Regions from separate parts of the Sus scrofa genome. Here region 1 is linked to region 2. The links are chromatin contacts, called in public HiChIP or PLAC-seq maps. All regions are on one chromosome and are shown on one strand. The core of a region is the stretch at or near the end of the contact, and the rest is flanking DNA. Distances in the headings are between cores, read along the strand shown. Region 1 overlaps RAD51B (DNA repair protein RAD51 homolog 2). Region 2 overlaps RAD51B (DNA repair protein RAD51 homolog 2).

Region 1 (7,294 bases), core at 2,835-5,334, 140 kb after region 2:
AATTTTACAAATAGCCAAACCCACTGGCACTGGGCTAAGTGACTTTTATTTTTAGATGAAAAGTCAACAAACACATGAACAATCTGGGAATTGAAGCAATGAGCCCAATGGGTGATATCAATATGGAACCATGTCTCTTCTCCCAAGAGGGTGAATCACCAGCCTCCTCAGGACAAGCCAGGGCGGGTATGGGGAGGAAAGCTGGGTACCGGCTCAGCTGTACAGCTGAGGGACTCAGGAGACCAGTGCTTTCTGTGGTTGCCATCTCACTGTGCATGGAGGGGAAACATACAATAACCCTAAAAATAGAAAACAATAAACAGATTCTAGCAGCTACCCTGAAAATGAATATCCCAACTTGATTTTGCAGCCACTCTTCAGACGTTTGTAATCTATTTCATCTAGCCTTTACAGACCTTCTCATTTAATTCTTAGATTGCAAGTCTTCCTTACAAATTTACTGTGATTTTTCATTTCTTTATGTAGAAGCAGTTTCCTACTTTGGGAAGGAGGTGTGATTTTCTTATGTTAGGACTTTAGAGATTCATCACATTTACCATCTTAGGAGTAATGTAAAGACGCTAATGCAGTAGCCCTGATAACACATATGCAGGCCATATACCACTCCCCCGCTATAGAGCCTGGGAGAGCTGCTACTATGTAGTTATAACACAGCAGTCCAATTGGCCTTTGGATGATTGGTCCTTTGGAAATGAATGGCAGGTGGAGCCTATTTGCTACCTTTGGCTAGAAAAACCCAGGTATTGCGGCGGGGGGGGAGGGGAGAAAAAGAAGACTCAAACAATTCTATAGGAAGAAAAACATGGTCTTTGACAAAACCAAAACAAATATGAGAGAATTCAAGTACTTTGCTTTTATTTCTGTGGATGGACCTAAGCCTAAAGATTTAGCTATGAAGGGCAGGAGATCGGATAATGAGGACATGGGCTTTGCCATGTAACAGCTGTGGGATTCTAAGGAATTTATTTAACCGTTTTCTCATTTGTGACTATATAGATAAAACACTTATGTCATAGGTTTCTATTCAAATTATAGGAGAGAAATGAAAATAAATACTTGGGTCATGATTAAAGTTAGTTCCCTTTTCTGATTAGCGTTCTGGCATTCTAGTTCTTAGAAGTAACTCAACCCAGCTTTGGTAGTATTTCCTCAGTGGGCGGGGAGAGGGGGTACTTTTAAATTGGATTAGCAAAAAATAAATAGTAGTATTCTGCAAATTCTTTTTGGCATCCAGACAGATCTATAGCTATGAAGATAATAATCAATTCTAGAATGTTCCCCCACGAGTTCTTCTGTTGTGAGTGCCAGAGGGCTCAGACAGAATGTTCATACCCTTAAAGAAATATTTCCAAAACAATATATTTTCAAAAGTTTTTACTTTTTTCCCCCTTTCTACCCAAGTTGTGGCCACAAAAGTTTGCCTCCATCACTAATAATCCAACTTCCTCAGCATCTAAAAGGACCCCTCTTGATGCTTCTCCAAGAAAAGAACGATGACCTTGGCTTCCATCGCTGCTCTGGGCCAGATCACTCACTAACGTGGTGTTTGTGCATAACCTTTTTCAGTGCTGAACCCTCTACCTAGAATACTCTTCTCCATTCTTCTGCCTCCTGGACTCACCTCTGGTCACCTTTAGCCCTCTCTGAAACCCCCCATTCCTAAGAAGCAATGGCTCCCTTCTCACCTGTTCCCTCGATCTTTATGGACCTGTATTTCAAATATCTGTCCATGGGTCTTGCTCTACTTCATGTTCTTTATATTCTGAAGTCTGGTAATAGTAGGCATGAAATAAATATTGAGTATGCATATTAACGAATAAATCAACACATTAATTTTTTCAATGTTTTCAGCTTCTCCAATAGCTTCCTTACGATTCACAAGCATATGGGTCTGTGGTTAAGTCTTGGAATTTTTTCACTGACTCAACTAAAAAAATAGGAAGATGGTGGAACTTTCCATTCTATGGATATATCTAATTTAGTCTAGATAATAAAATGCCAACCAAGGAAATGAAACTCAAGCAAATTTGACATAATATACTTATCATCTCTTAGTTCCAATAAACATAGCCCATGGACAGTTTTATTAAGTGGCTATTTTGTAGAGGCTTTCAGGTCACCTGCTGGTGAGACTGAACCATGCACAATTACAAGGATTCCACAGTAGTCTGCAGTACCTGCCCACATTTTATAAGGGGCACTTCAAAATGCCCTGGAAAAAAAAAAATCTGTTTTTATGTCCTAAAGCCCCTGAGAGTGAAACGTTACCGTTGGAAGCTGCCTGAAGCTCATTTATACACTCCAGTTATTAATCCCCTTCTTATATGTTTGATATAAGCCCTAGGGCACTTGCGAGGGTGATCCAATTACCCAATTCAGAGAATTGCCCTTTTCTTTCAACCAAGTTCAGAGCTCTGAAATTTTGTTCCACCAATGACTTTTTGTTTCAGTCAAACAAGGTCACAGAAGAGGCCAATATCTGCCAAGGCCAACAGGGGTTTCATTTACATGCCCACTAATGTGAGCAACATAAGAACCTCTTGAGAGCATTAAACCAGGGTGTGGGACAACAAGCCTGTTATTTATTTACCAGCTCCCAAAGCCGCCATGGCCAGTTTCTAGCTACTCAACATTTTGGACCCTAACCCTAACCATTTTGGACTTAAACTCATCTCCTGTGCATCTGGAAGACACAGTGCGATTTGACAGGAGGCAAAGAGCCTCTGGGGAGATGTTCGGAAGAACCGGAGGGAATGCTGCTTGAGTCCAGGCAAACCAGGGACAAGCTACACTTCCTTAGAGTCAAACATCTCAGAAGGTAGCTTGTCAAGGACAGTAGATCAGGGGTGTTCTTTTGCCATTCATCATCTGCTATAGACCTTATGTTAGTGACATATTTATTTTTGCTGTTTCCTTAATAAGAATACTAAACATGAGTTGGTCTAGCTTTAGTTAAGACTGGAACACTTCCATTATGGCCAGAGAAAAGATGGTCTGGCCAATGTCCTCTTACTGTAAGAGAGAGACACTGGGTATCTTTTGGGAATTGACTGTGGTCTGTTTGTTATTTGAAGCTAATGAACAGTTGAGAATAAGCATTTAACAGATGGTCCAGAGAAATAAGACAATATGTCAATCCATTTATCAGAACTTCCAGGACTCCCACTTCAGAATTTCTGAACAATTAAAATGACACTGGGGTTGTTAAGAGTTAATCTTAGAAGTGTTTATTATGCTCAAGGATATCTAGTTATCAAAAAAAAAAATGTTTCTTCAATTTACAAAAAAAGCGATACCAGTCTTTGAATTGTTCTGTGGTCGCAACAGAGCAATCAACAGGAACATCTGGAAAACTCTCCTTCCTGCCCGAGTATTTCACAAATGTATTAAAATTATCACTGGAAAAAAGTCAGGAAATGAAAAGGTAAGGGGAAAATATTATATTCTTCTAGTGGCCAGTCATAAAGCCAACAGTTTTGGAGTCTGATATGTCAAAGAGGTGATAACATTTTGTAAACAGTTGGGAGTATGACTTATACAAAGTAAAGGAAGATAGTTTTAAAATATAATTTAGACAGCCAGACAGTTTCTGATAGTACATATGGCCTAGATGAGAGAGAAGGTCTTGATTGCCTTTTCTGTTTGTTTTCTCTTCTTTTCTTTTCTTTTTTTTTGAACAAGGAGAAAGAATTTGTAGACCACACTGATTAGTTAATGATCTGGAAACTAAAGGAGCTGGGTTTTCATCTTAAACTTTGAAATTAATTCATCGTGTGGTTTGGGGAAAGACTTGAATCTGCCTAGCCTCAATTTCTCCAGATGAAATATCTAGATTATATGATGCACCATAATTCACCAAATAAAAAGCCTTTACAAATAATAATGCATGCACATGCAAGCTCGAAAGATTAGCCAACTCATAGGTCTTAAGACCGAAAACACTGGGATCATAAGACAAATACGATGGCTCCTTGCTTTCCAGCGGTGCTATCAGAGTGTGGATAGAAATAACCTCACATCGTTCCTCATTAAACAGCTAAAGCCGGCACAGAATCTGACTTCTCTTTTTTCCCTATTTCACATACAGGCCCTTTTCTTTCCACATACAAGCAGTGCCATTAAAGCTGATGGTCGGAGGGGCCCTCAAAGTTCCTTTTCTCCCAGCTCACGCTCACTCTGCTGTGAATTCCAGCCCTCCATCTCCAGGCCCAAGCACTTCCTGCAGGCCCAGGAGAGCCTGAGCCAAGTGCCAGAGTACCACAGCTCTGAGGCACTCATCCCAGGGCAGCCTGGCCAGTCAAGGGCAGTGAGAATGCCAGCGCGGAGCTATGGGCGTCTCTGCCCCAACACCTGCCACTTCCTGCCTAAAACTCTCCAAAGAACGCTGGGGTCTCGGGAGCATGAGTGGGAAAACTGGCAGAAGGGAAAACCTGATCCTAGGCTCAAAACAGCAATAAAAATAAAATTAAACACACACACACACACACACACACACACGATTCTTCACGTCTTCGATTGAAGTTGCCTGAGTACTTCACACTGGAACTATGGGCAAGAGGATTTTCTGAAAAAAGGAAAAAAAAAAAAAAAAACTGCACACACAACAGACCTTACTGCTCCCTTGAAGGGGCTTATTTAAGGCAAAACAAGGCCTCCCATCATTCCTGTGAGAGATCATTGTCCCCCTGGTTGCCACAGCGCCCTGTGAGGCTGTGGGAAACAAATGACCTCAGAGGCACTGCAGTGTGTGTCACTGCGAAAGAAAAGAAACGCGAGGGGGGCTGGGGGCGGACGGGGGTGGGGGGATGCTGCTGCCCAGCGGAGCCCTCCAGGCCCGGCCGGCGTCCAATGACATGCCTCCAGGCCCAGCAGGGATGAGGCTCGCGGCCCCCGGAGTCTCCCGCCGGCCAGTAACGGGATTAGGCTCCCACTCCCCAGAAGCCAAGCGTCTTTCTGGACGTCCCGCGGCTCGCTCTGGTCAATCCGCCTTCTAATTGGCCCTCTTCACAAAGTGCCCGCCGATTGTTAGTGTCTCACTCTGTTTAATGGGTGTCTTGAGTCAAGAGAGGGCTCTTCTGGGGCCCAGGAGGGGAGTGGGAGGGGAGAAGCGGGCATGGGGTGAGGGGGTGGCTGGGAGCCGGGGGAGGAGGGCGGGGGACAGGGACACAAGTGCAGCCCTGCGAGGAGAGAGGATGGCAGAGGACGGACGAGAACGTGTTAGGAGGAGCCTGATGGCGACCTGAAGGCCAAGCACATGCCAAAGGGACAGTTACTCGGCCATACCCCGCGGGCATCCGAGAAAGAGCCCACTACCTTGGGGCCCCCATTCAGAGCCTGTGCAGAAAAAGGGAGGGCAGCCCGGGTCAGAAGAGGGTCTCCCTGGAGCACAGCACTCTCTCCAAGATGCTAACACATCATGGATTTTACCTTTTATTTAGGGGGCTCTGTGATTTCCATCTTGTACCTGGGCACATGGCCGCTCACCAGTGAAGGGAGGGCTCTGAGTCTTACTAAATTGGCGCCTCTCCTTTCAACACACACACCACACCACACACCACACACACACATGCATGCACGCACGCACGCAGCCTGTTTCCGGCTCCTCCTGGAGTCCTGGTGGAGACACCGTGATAGAGCATCTTTTTTAACACTGGGCAATGACACCAGCCCTGGCCCTCTGCCCTGGCCCACCGCTGGAACCACAGAGTGATGCTAAGGCCTAGGTGATGAGCCCAGTGAGGCAGCCCTGCAGGAGCGGGCACAGGTGAGAGGAGCCAGCACACAGCAGCCAGGAAGCGTCCTGAGTCCCCACCTGCACCCTTACCACATTCTGACTCTAACACTGACGAAAATTCAGAAACCACAGATAAGCAGAAAGAATAACATATTATCAACACACCAAATGTATAGTGTATGGATGAAATTCCTTTAGTGCTTTCCTATGCAAATATGTAGCGTTGAGGTGTATGCCTTGCTTTTGACTGTTTATTCACCTAAGTTCATTCTGCTCTCTGCACAGGACCAAGTTTCTGAAAAAGAGCTGCAAAAATTGTCCTCATTCATGGCATTTGTTTTGGCCTCTAGAAACAGGGAGATGTGGTGTCTTGCAGTCTCAAGAGTTACAAGAGTAAATATGAAAAACAATTTTGTGCTAATAAAAAAAAATCTTTCTTCACAAAAATGGCCTCAACTCTGGTAATGCGCGGTTTTGTGCCAAGCTGGCAACTGGGAAACACTGGTTCGCAGAGGTCAGGTTTGGTGCACAAGGTTCTGCCCATTTTGAGTTGTTTACCAGGAACACAGATGACTCTGGGTTACCCGCCCTCCTCCTGGGACTGTGCACAAACACCAGAGGTACTGCCTCTTACTCACCGCCCTGAAAACACACAGTCGAGAAAGGAATGAGAAGGAATTAAACATATCACCTTTCTATGATGTTTCTTTTAGGCCTGGTGCTCACTTTTGGGCAGAGTAATGATGATTTGAAAGAGTATAGGTTCTAGAACCAGGACGCAAACCTGAGTGCCCCAATTTAATCTGTCATTGCCGTCTCCTTACCTGTAAAAAGAGCCAGCGATTGTACCTATGTCATCAGGTTGTGAGAGTTAAATGCATTCACATATGAAAAATCCTTTAAAAAGTGCTTGACACATAGTGATCAATAGTAGTGGCTGTAATAACTATCAGTATGCATTAATGCATTGCCCTTATCTCACTCTCCTTTAGGAATTTTAGTACCCCACTCAAGGATCAATAAAAACAATGACAAGAGCTAATCTTTACATTTTCGGAGAACTCAACTGTGTGCTAGGCACTAGTGGTATTATATGTATGTAATTTTTACAATGATTCCATGAGAGAAGTTTGTAGGTATCTTTTAAGGCTGCTGATAGAGGCACTGTATTAGTTTGAACCATACAATATGATTTTGATCTTCATTTAATTTAGCCTAATTTCCTTTAAGTGACAATCAAGACTTCAGGGGAATAAAGACAAGGTCAAGGAAAGACAAGGACCAGGACACAACCCCTTTGCTCCACTCTTACCCCCCAAAGCTAGACCATGAAGAGAGGATATGATTCTTAGCGGGGAGAAAACCAGGAGACAAGATGATTTTAGGTGAAGCTAAAGGTCAAGGGAACCAAGTGTAAGGGACCAAGTGTAGAAGCTGTGGCTCTTGAAATTCCTGGAAAGATTTCCCTAGCTTGGAAAACGATTTCTTGGCAGCCTGTGTTCACTTAAAAGATATTGGTTGAGCATCTAAGGAGAGGAT
Region 2 (6,694 bases), core at 1,929-4,428:
GGACAATATATAATCACATATTTATTTCTGTATTGTGTATACTACCTGTCTCCCAATAGACTTTACACCGACAAGGATGAGAGAAGGGGCCATCTGCTTCCTGTTCTTCCCCCACACCCAGCCTAGTGCCTGACACACAGCAGGTCCTTACTAGACAGTTGCTGAATGAATGAATGATTTCAAAGTGGAGATGAGGCCTTGGGTCAGGAAGAGCGTGTCTAGGTGTAAGAAAGCCATGAAACCTGGCAAAAAATACTTGAGATTACATCTTGTTTTCCTAAAGTAGGCCATGTAGCCACTTCCTCCTCCCACATGATAAAGTTTCATGTTCAAAAAAAACCCTGAACAGTTAGAGGAAATATGTAGGCCCTGATCATGAACTTGACAAATTGCTGCAAGTCTAAATGTCTCATATAGGGAGCGCTCAAATTATATTCATCCATATGGTCAACTCTCAATTATCCATTCCAGTGGTTAATCTAATAGCCAATAATCTAATAGTTTCTAATTTAATAGCTTGCAATCTTGAAAGTTTTACATGTGACTATGGATTATGTTTCCAAATTTGCATCAGGATATAAGGAGCTCTGATGGTTTAGGAATTCACGTTACTTTGAGCTTAGGTGTCCAGTGTCACTGTCCCTATTAAGTCACAATGGCCTATTAAGGACTCCTCTGGGCTCCAACCACATGCAGAAGAAATACTGCCCTGTGCTTGGGAGAAAAATGCATGGGTTTTTTTGGTCATCAGAACTGGAGTCCAAACTCCAGCTCTTCCATTAATCCAGCTCTGTTTTCATGTGACCTGGTCTCATCTTTGCTTTCTCATCAATACCTACCTCCCAGGACTGTTAGAAAATGCAGTCAAATTCTCAGGAAAAATTAATCTGAACGACTCCCTGCAGTTGATGCAAAACAAGTCAAAAGCAGAGTTGGGCCCTCTGTAATCTTTCTGTTTCATATCTGAGGAAAGAAAGATTTCTCTTCTTCTCTTTTTCATTCTGCTTTAAAGGCCCTTCTCTTCCAGGCCCAATAGGCTAAAGTAAACAAGGTCCTTGTTTCATAAATCATATCTGGTTGTGAAAGCTCCTGCTAATGCCTGTACAAATCTGAAAGATAAATGCTGTCCTGGGCAATCTAATATAGAAACTGATCGTGGGCCCTGCCTGGCTCCTAAGTCCCTATTGATGGTATGAATGGCGGTGGCTTTCTTCATGTTAATGCATGTGTCTGGGCTTTTGCTCACGTTGTCTGGAGTCAAAGTCTCGGGGTTAGAAAGTGGAGAACATCCTGAGAGCCAAGGAAGAACCAATCATGTTGTCAGTGGGTGGATGGGACCCCAGCGTTCCCACCTCCTTTTCCTGTCATGAAGTTTATATCTCAAGGGAAAACAGCTGTCCATGCTCAGGCCAACTGGGACGGAGGCCAGCTGTTCCTTCCAGATGCCAAAAGCCAGATGTACAGCCCCTTCTTCTCTCCCACTCCCTAGGCCTCAAGTCTCAAACTTGAGCAAATTTATTTGTAACCCTGCTAAAAATGCATTTTTCCCCCCCATCCCAGAGACTCTGACTCAGTTAGTTCAGGCTGGCGTGGAAATCTGCATTTGAAATAACACCACCTTTACCACCCCCTCTTTCCCCCCCCCCCTCCCCTAGGAAGTTCAGATATAACTGGTCTGAAAATCATACTTGGAACAAGGGTGTCTCCAGTGAAGACACTGGCATGCTGGTAAATGTTTAACAACTAGTTTTAGAGGGGAGAAAGCCTGGTTGGTAGCATGCTGATTTCTGTGATGTAAATAGCCCCATCATGGTCGGGTCAAGCTACCAACACGACATCTTGATCTTGAAGATGGGAAAAGGTGTCTGCAATCAGTCCTTACCACGGCACAGGAACTGGCTTAGCAGGCCACTGGATGGGAGCCTCTGGATGCCTCTGCATGGTGGGTCCCGGGCTCTGGCATAGAAAGGCCACTGTTCAGCCGGCAATGTCACATCCCTTAGTTGAGTTGTTTGTTTGTTTCCCCCTAAATCCTCAGTGCTTTGAATAGTTTGTTTCAGAGGCTGGTTCCCAGAGACCTCTAGGGGTTCCAAAGCAGAAGAGAGGATAGGGCGAGAGCTCCAGGAAAGAAAATACTGTTCGTGTGGGACGTTGGCCTCTGCCACACTGTCAACCTTGTTCAACCCAGCTTTCAGCAGGGAGGCGGTTTGCAAACACCTGCCTCTGCCTCCGTTTGATAAGCTTTCTTGTCGACGTGCATGAACTCGATCCTGCTGACCTGCAGGATGATGAAAAGGCTGAGTGTTGGGGACCTGAGGGGATGAAAGGGGCTTGGAAGAGAACCATGGGGTGGTCATATGACCCAGGGTCGCCAGCGGCTTCAGGCGTCCCCTTTGTCTCCAGGCTCCGGCCCCACGTTGGAAGGTTTTGGTGATTTCCTCCCACCCCCGACTAGGCGAACAGATGTGGTGAGGTCTCCAGTTCCCAGGGCTCTGCACACAACTGCTTGTTGTTTCTCGCCCATAGACTGGGGCCGTGATCACAGACGGAACCAAAGAGCCAATCACTCACCAAAGAACCAAGCAAGCCCAGTCAGGTGTCAGGTCAAACCCCTTCAGTATGTCGGCAGAAAAAAGCTAAACTGAAATAGGCTGAAAAATAACCCCGTCCCTCCTGTCTTGCTCAGAGTCCACTGCAGGAATGCTGAGGGGCCTCAGGAGAGGCAAGGCTGCCGGCTCTCCCACAGGGATAAAATCCTTGTGGATGCTGTGACCATTGGGACAAATGCAGCCTGCTGAGTCTCTCATCCTGATGGCGGTACCACTGGTGTGGGTGAGACCCTACCCACTTCAAGCTTGGAGCTCGAAGGACCCCTCTGCTCTGAAAAGGATGCCTTCCGAGGTCCACTGAGCTTTCACTGCTCATTGGACGAAAAGGAGCGAAGAAAAGCAGTACAAAGCAAAAGGCACAAGAGTTAGCTTCCTCATTCCTCCTGAATTGTTCAACCCTAATTGTCCAAGTAATTTCTCAGAGCCTGGCTTCCTCCCACATTCACATTCTTTCACAAGTGGGGCAAAGAGAAGCATAAAAGACCCTAACTTCCTTCTATAAAGAACTCATCCTATATCTGATCCATCCACGAGAATAAGCCAGTGTCTAATAAGCCACTGTTTCTAGCTGATGCAATAGCCGGCAGCCATGACAGTCTGACTCAAAGACCTGGCACACGCATGTCTTAGGGTGAGTGTGTAGCACATTCACGCCAAATGCTAGAAGCGATGCAACAGCACCCATTTCCCTAAAGGAATGGGTATTTAAAGTGAGGTTTATGGACCCCAAGACCCTGAGAAGATAGCTGCAAGGTCCAAACTACTTTCATCATAACTCCAAGATGTTATTTGCCTTCTTCACCATGTTGACATTTGGGCAAAATTGCTCGTGCCAGACACCATACTGCTGGTCATATTCTTCACTGCCATGAGGTCATGGGACCAAAAAACAAATGAATAAAAAACAACAACAAAAAAAGGCAATCAGTTAAGCCTGCCCAAGCTGAAAGAGTAAAAATTATGAATTTCATGAAATCTTGCCCAAAGTGCGACATCTTTTTACTAAATGTGTGTGGTTAATTGGAAAGTAAGCATTAAGAAAGCACTCTGGTGGATCCTGAAGTACAACAGTTGTTTGGAGAAAAAGCATTTGTGAGAGTGAGTTGCGAGCTGAACTAGCACTTTTATGAAACACCATGTTTACTCGAAAGGACAAAATCGCCACGGTTATGAGGACTTGGTTATTTGACAGCTGTTTTCCCCTAAATGAACCATTTGAATTTGTCACTTCGAGAAAGATAATTGACCGTGCTTGTTGCCAAAATAGAGGCTTTCAAGCAAAAACGAGAGTTTATGAAAACTTGTATCTGCCACCCTTTCTGTACTTGGAGATGTTTCTGATGAGATCAGTGGTGATATTAACAAATGTGAATTTTTAGTTTTCATCAGGAAAGAGATGAAATTCAGATCTGCATTAACTTAGTGAAGCAATATTTTCCAAATGACCATGCAGAGTATTACAAAATCATGCACGGGCAAAAGAGCCATTCAAAGCGCAAGACAGACCAAACAGATTTTAATGTAACTGAGCACAAAGAGTTCATTGACATAGTTTCAGATTCCATACTGCAAGTAACCCTTAATAAACTGCCATTTGTCGGGCTCTGGTATAGTGTCAAAGAAGACTATCCACAATTATCTGAAAAGGCTATTAAAAATATTCCTCCCTTTTCCAGCTACATATCTATGCGAGGCTGGGTTTCCTTTATAAACTTCAACCCAAACAATATTATCACAGCTGATTGAACGCAGAAGCAGATATGAGAATCCAGCTGTTTTCTATTAAGTCAGACATTAAAGAGATTTGCAAAAATGTAAAACACTGTCATTCTTCTCATTAAGTTTTGTCCTATTTTATTGTGGGAAACAATTATTTTTACAGGAAGATTGTGTTATTTCAAATTTTTGAACAAATCTATCAACTTATCAGTTTTTATGAATTCATGTGAATTGATTCATATAAACATATGTTAAATGGATTAAGAAAGAAATATTAAATATTTTTCTGGGATTTTTTTCTTTTTTTTTTTTTGGCTGTGCCTACAACATGTGGAAGTTCGCAGGCGAGGGATTGAATAGCAGCAACCTGGGCCCTTGCAATGACAACGCCCGATCCTTAACCCACTGTGTCACAAGAGACCTCTCTTCTGTTTTAATTTTTGCCCTGGTAGATGATTTAAATATCTATCACCGCAGAGCAAAATATCCCAAAGCCTTGTGGGTTAAAGCAACAGCGATCCCTTGTCACCCCTCAGAGTTGCTGCGGATTTAGGAATCCAGGAGTGGCTTGGCTGGGCTTTTCTGGCTCAGGGTCTCTTGAGAGATTTGGGCCATGAGGCTTGACGAGGGCTGGAGGACCTGCTTTCAAGGTTGCTCACTCACAAGCCTTGCGACTTGTGGCTGGCTCTTGAGAAGGGCCTTCGCTCCTCTTCACATAGTCTCGCCCAGGGTACTCAGAATATGGTGATTCGTTTCCTCCAGAGGAAACAATAGAAGAGACCAAGTAGAAGCCCGTAGTCCCTTTCATGGCCCAGCCTCTGAATTCACACATCCTTACTTGTGCCATTTTCTGTTGGCACGTAGACCAGCCCTGATTCAGGACACAATGGGCATACATGCTGGGAGATAAGGATCCATGGGGGCTATTCTGGAGGCTGGCTACCCCAGGATCTACCAACGGATACAACCACATAAACAAAGGCTTTGGGGTCTTCATCAGATTGAAAATCTCCTCCTCCCCCGCGCTCCTCCTTCTCCTCTTTGCTGCTGCTTTTCCTCCTCCTCCCCCTCCCCTTCCTCCTTCTCCCGCTCTGCCTCTTCTTCCTCCTTCTCATCTTCTCCCTCCCTCCTCTCCCTCTTCTTCCTCCTCCTCCCCCTCCCCCTTCTCTTCCTCTTCCTCCTTTTTCTCCTCCTCCTCCTTCCTCTTCTCGTTGCTTTATAGTCATACCATCGCTCAAGCAACTTCTTCCTCACCCTCCATGAGCTTAGGGGCAGTTCCTTCTAGCTCTGTTTCTTCTGCAATTGAACGTAGCAGGTGCCCCCTTATGAGTTTAACCCTCCCTGCAGCCTTAGCCTGTTGGATGTTTTGCCTGGTGATGCTTGGGGCTCGCATCAGCTCTCGCCCTTCTCAGACCAGGCTCCCTGAATAGTGCAGGTCTTCAAGAGGGGGTCACTGGCAGGCAAACTTGGGTCACTGATGGTAGAAGAAGAGCAGTTCCGAGCCAAGTGCCTGGAGGCACTGGAGAGAGCAGTGAATGAAACAGGCCAGGGTCCCTGCCCTTGAGGAGATTACAGTTCCAGAAGTGAGAAGTGATAAAAATAATAATCACAACCAATACACAATTTGGTACAGTCGACCCTCTGCAGGAGTGCCACCTGCCGATATATGGATTTGGGGATCCACAGGGGTTCCTGGAAACAACTCCTGTGGGCACAGAGGGGCAACTGTGGCATGTTAGAAAGTGATGACTTAAGGGGGGAAAGGCAGAGTCAGGTCACAGGAAGTGGGAATGCAAGGGGTACGGGGAGAGCTTGAGATGAGCTAGGCGATCAGGAGGCGCCTTGGTGAGAAAGTGACATTTTAGGGAAGACTTGAAGAGGTGAGGGAACAGCTGCAGCAAAGGCTCCAATGCGGATGCGTAGCTGGTGTTTTTGAAGAAAGCAAGGAGGCCAGTGTGGCTGGAGGAATAACCAAGGGGGAGAGGAGGGGGTGGGAAAGTTGCCGCTAACAAGGGCCGGATCCTTCAGGGCCTGGAGGGCCACTGGAAGGACTTTGGCTTTTTACTCTAGATGAGATGGGAGTGATTTAGGGGTTTGAGCCAGAGCATGTTGAGAATATACTGTAGGGCAAGTAGAAGCAGGGGGACCAGTTAGTGGGAAGTAGAATGAGGGAGACAGGAAGTTATCACTGTTGACCAGGGAAGAGATGGTGCTGCCTTGGACCAGGATGCTGGCAGAAGGGATGGTGAGAATTGGTTGAACTCTGGATAGGTTGTTTGTTTTGTCTTTTTAGGGCTGCACCTGCGGCATATGGAAGTTCCCAGGCTAGGGGTTGAATTGGAGCTACAGCTGCTGGCCACAGCCAC

Evidence for each region. HiChIP or PLAC-seq counts read pairs in DNA pulled down with a chosen protein or histone mark.
Region 1: a contact with region 2 is called in an H3K27ac HiChIP or PLAC-seq map of alveolar macrophages. The contact joins two enhancer-like sites. A contact is called at or near these places in 1 of 47 Hi-C or Micro-C datasets (embryonic fibroblasts) and 1 of 2 datasets of contacts at active chromatin or transcription factors (alveolar macrophages).

What each region holds. Positions count from the first base shown.
Region 1 is chr7:92,073,836-92,081,129 of Sscrofa11.1, reverse strand. All of the region lies in intron 9 of RAD51B (DNA repair protein RAD51 homolog 2), which reads right to left. Among named protein-coding and RNA genes, the nearest start is that of ZFP36L1, 420 kb to the left of the region's middle. Within about 2 kb of position 4,084, at least 17 of the 83 cell types and tissues checked have an H3K27ac peak or open chromatin away from gene starts, as enhancers often do. A contact at or near this core is called in alveolar macrophages, where this site is marked.
Region 2 is chr7:92,212,030-92,218,723 of Sscrofa11.1, reverse strand. The region is part of intron 11 of RAD51B (DNA repair protein RAD51 homolog 2); the gene reads right to left. Among named protein-coding and RNA genes, the nearest start is that of ZFP36L1, 280 kb to the left of the region's middle. Within about 2 kb of position 3,178, at least 13 of the 83 cell types and tissues checked have an H3K27ac peak or open chromatin away from gene starts, as enhancers often do. A contact at or near this core is called in alveolar macrophages, where this site is marked.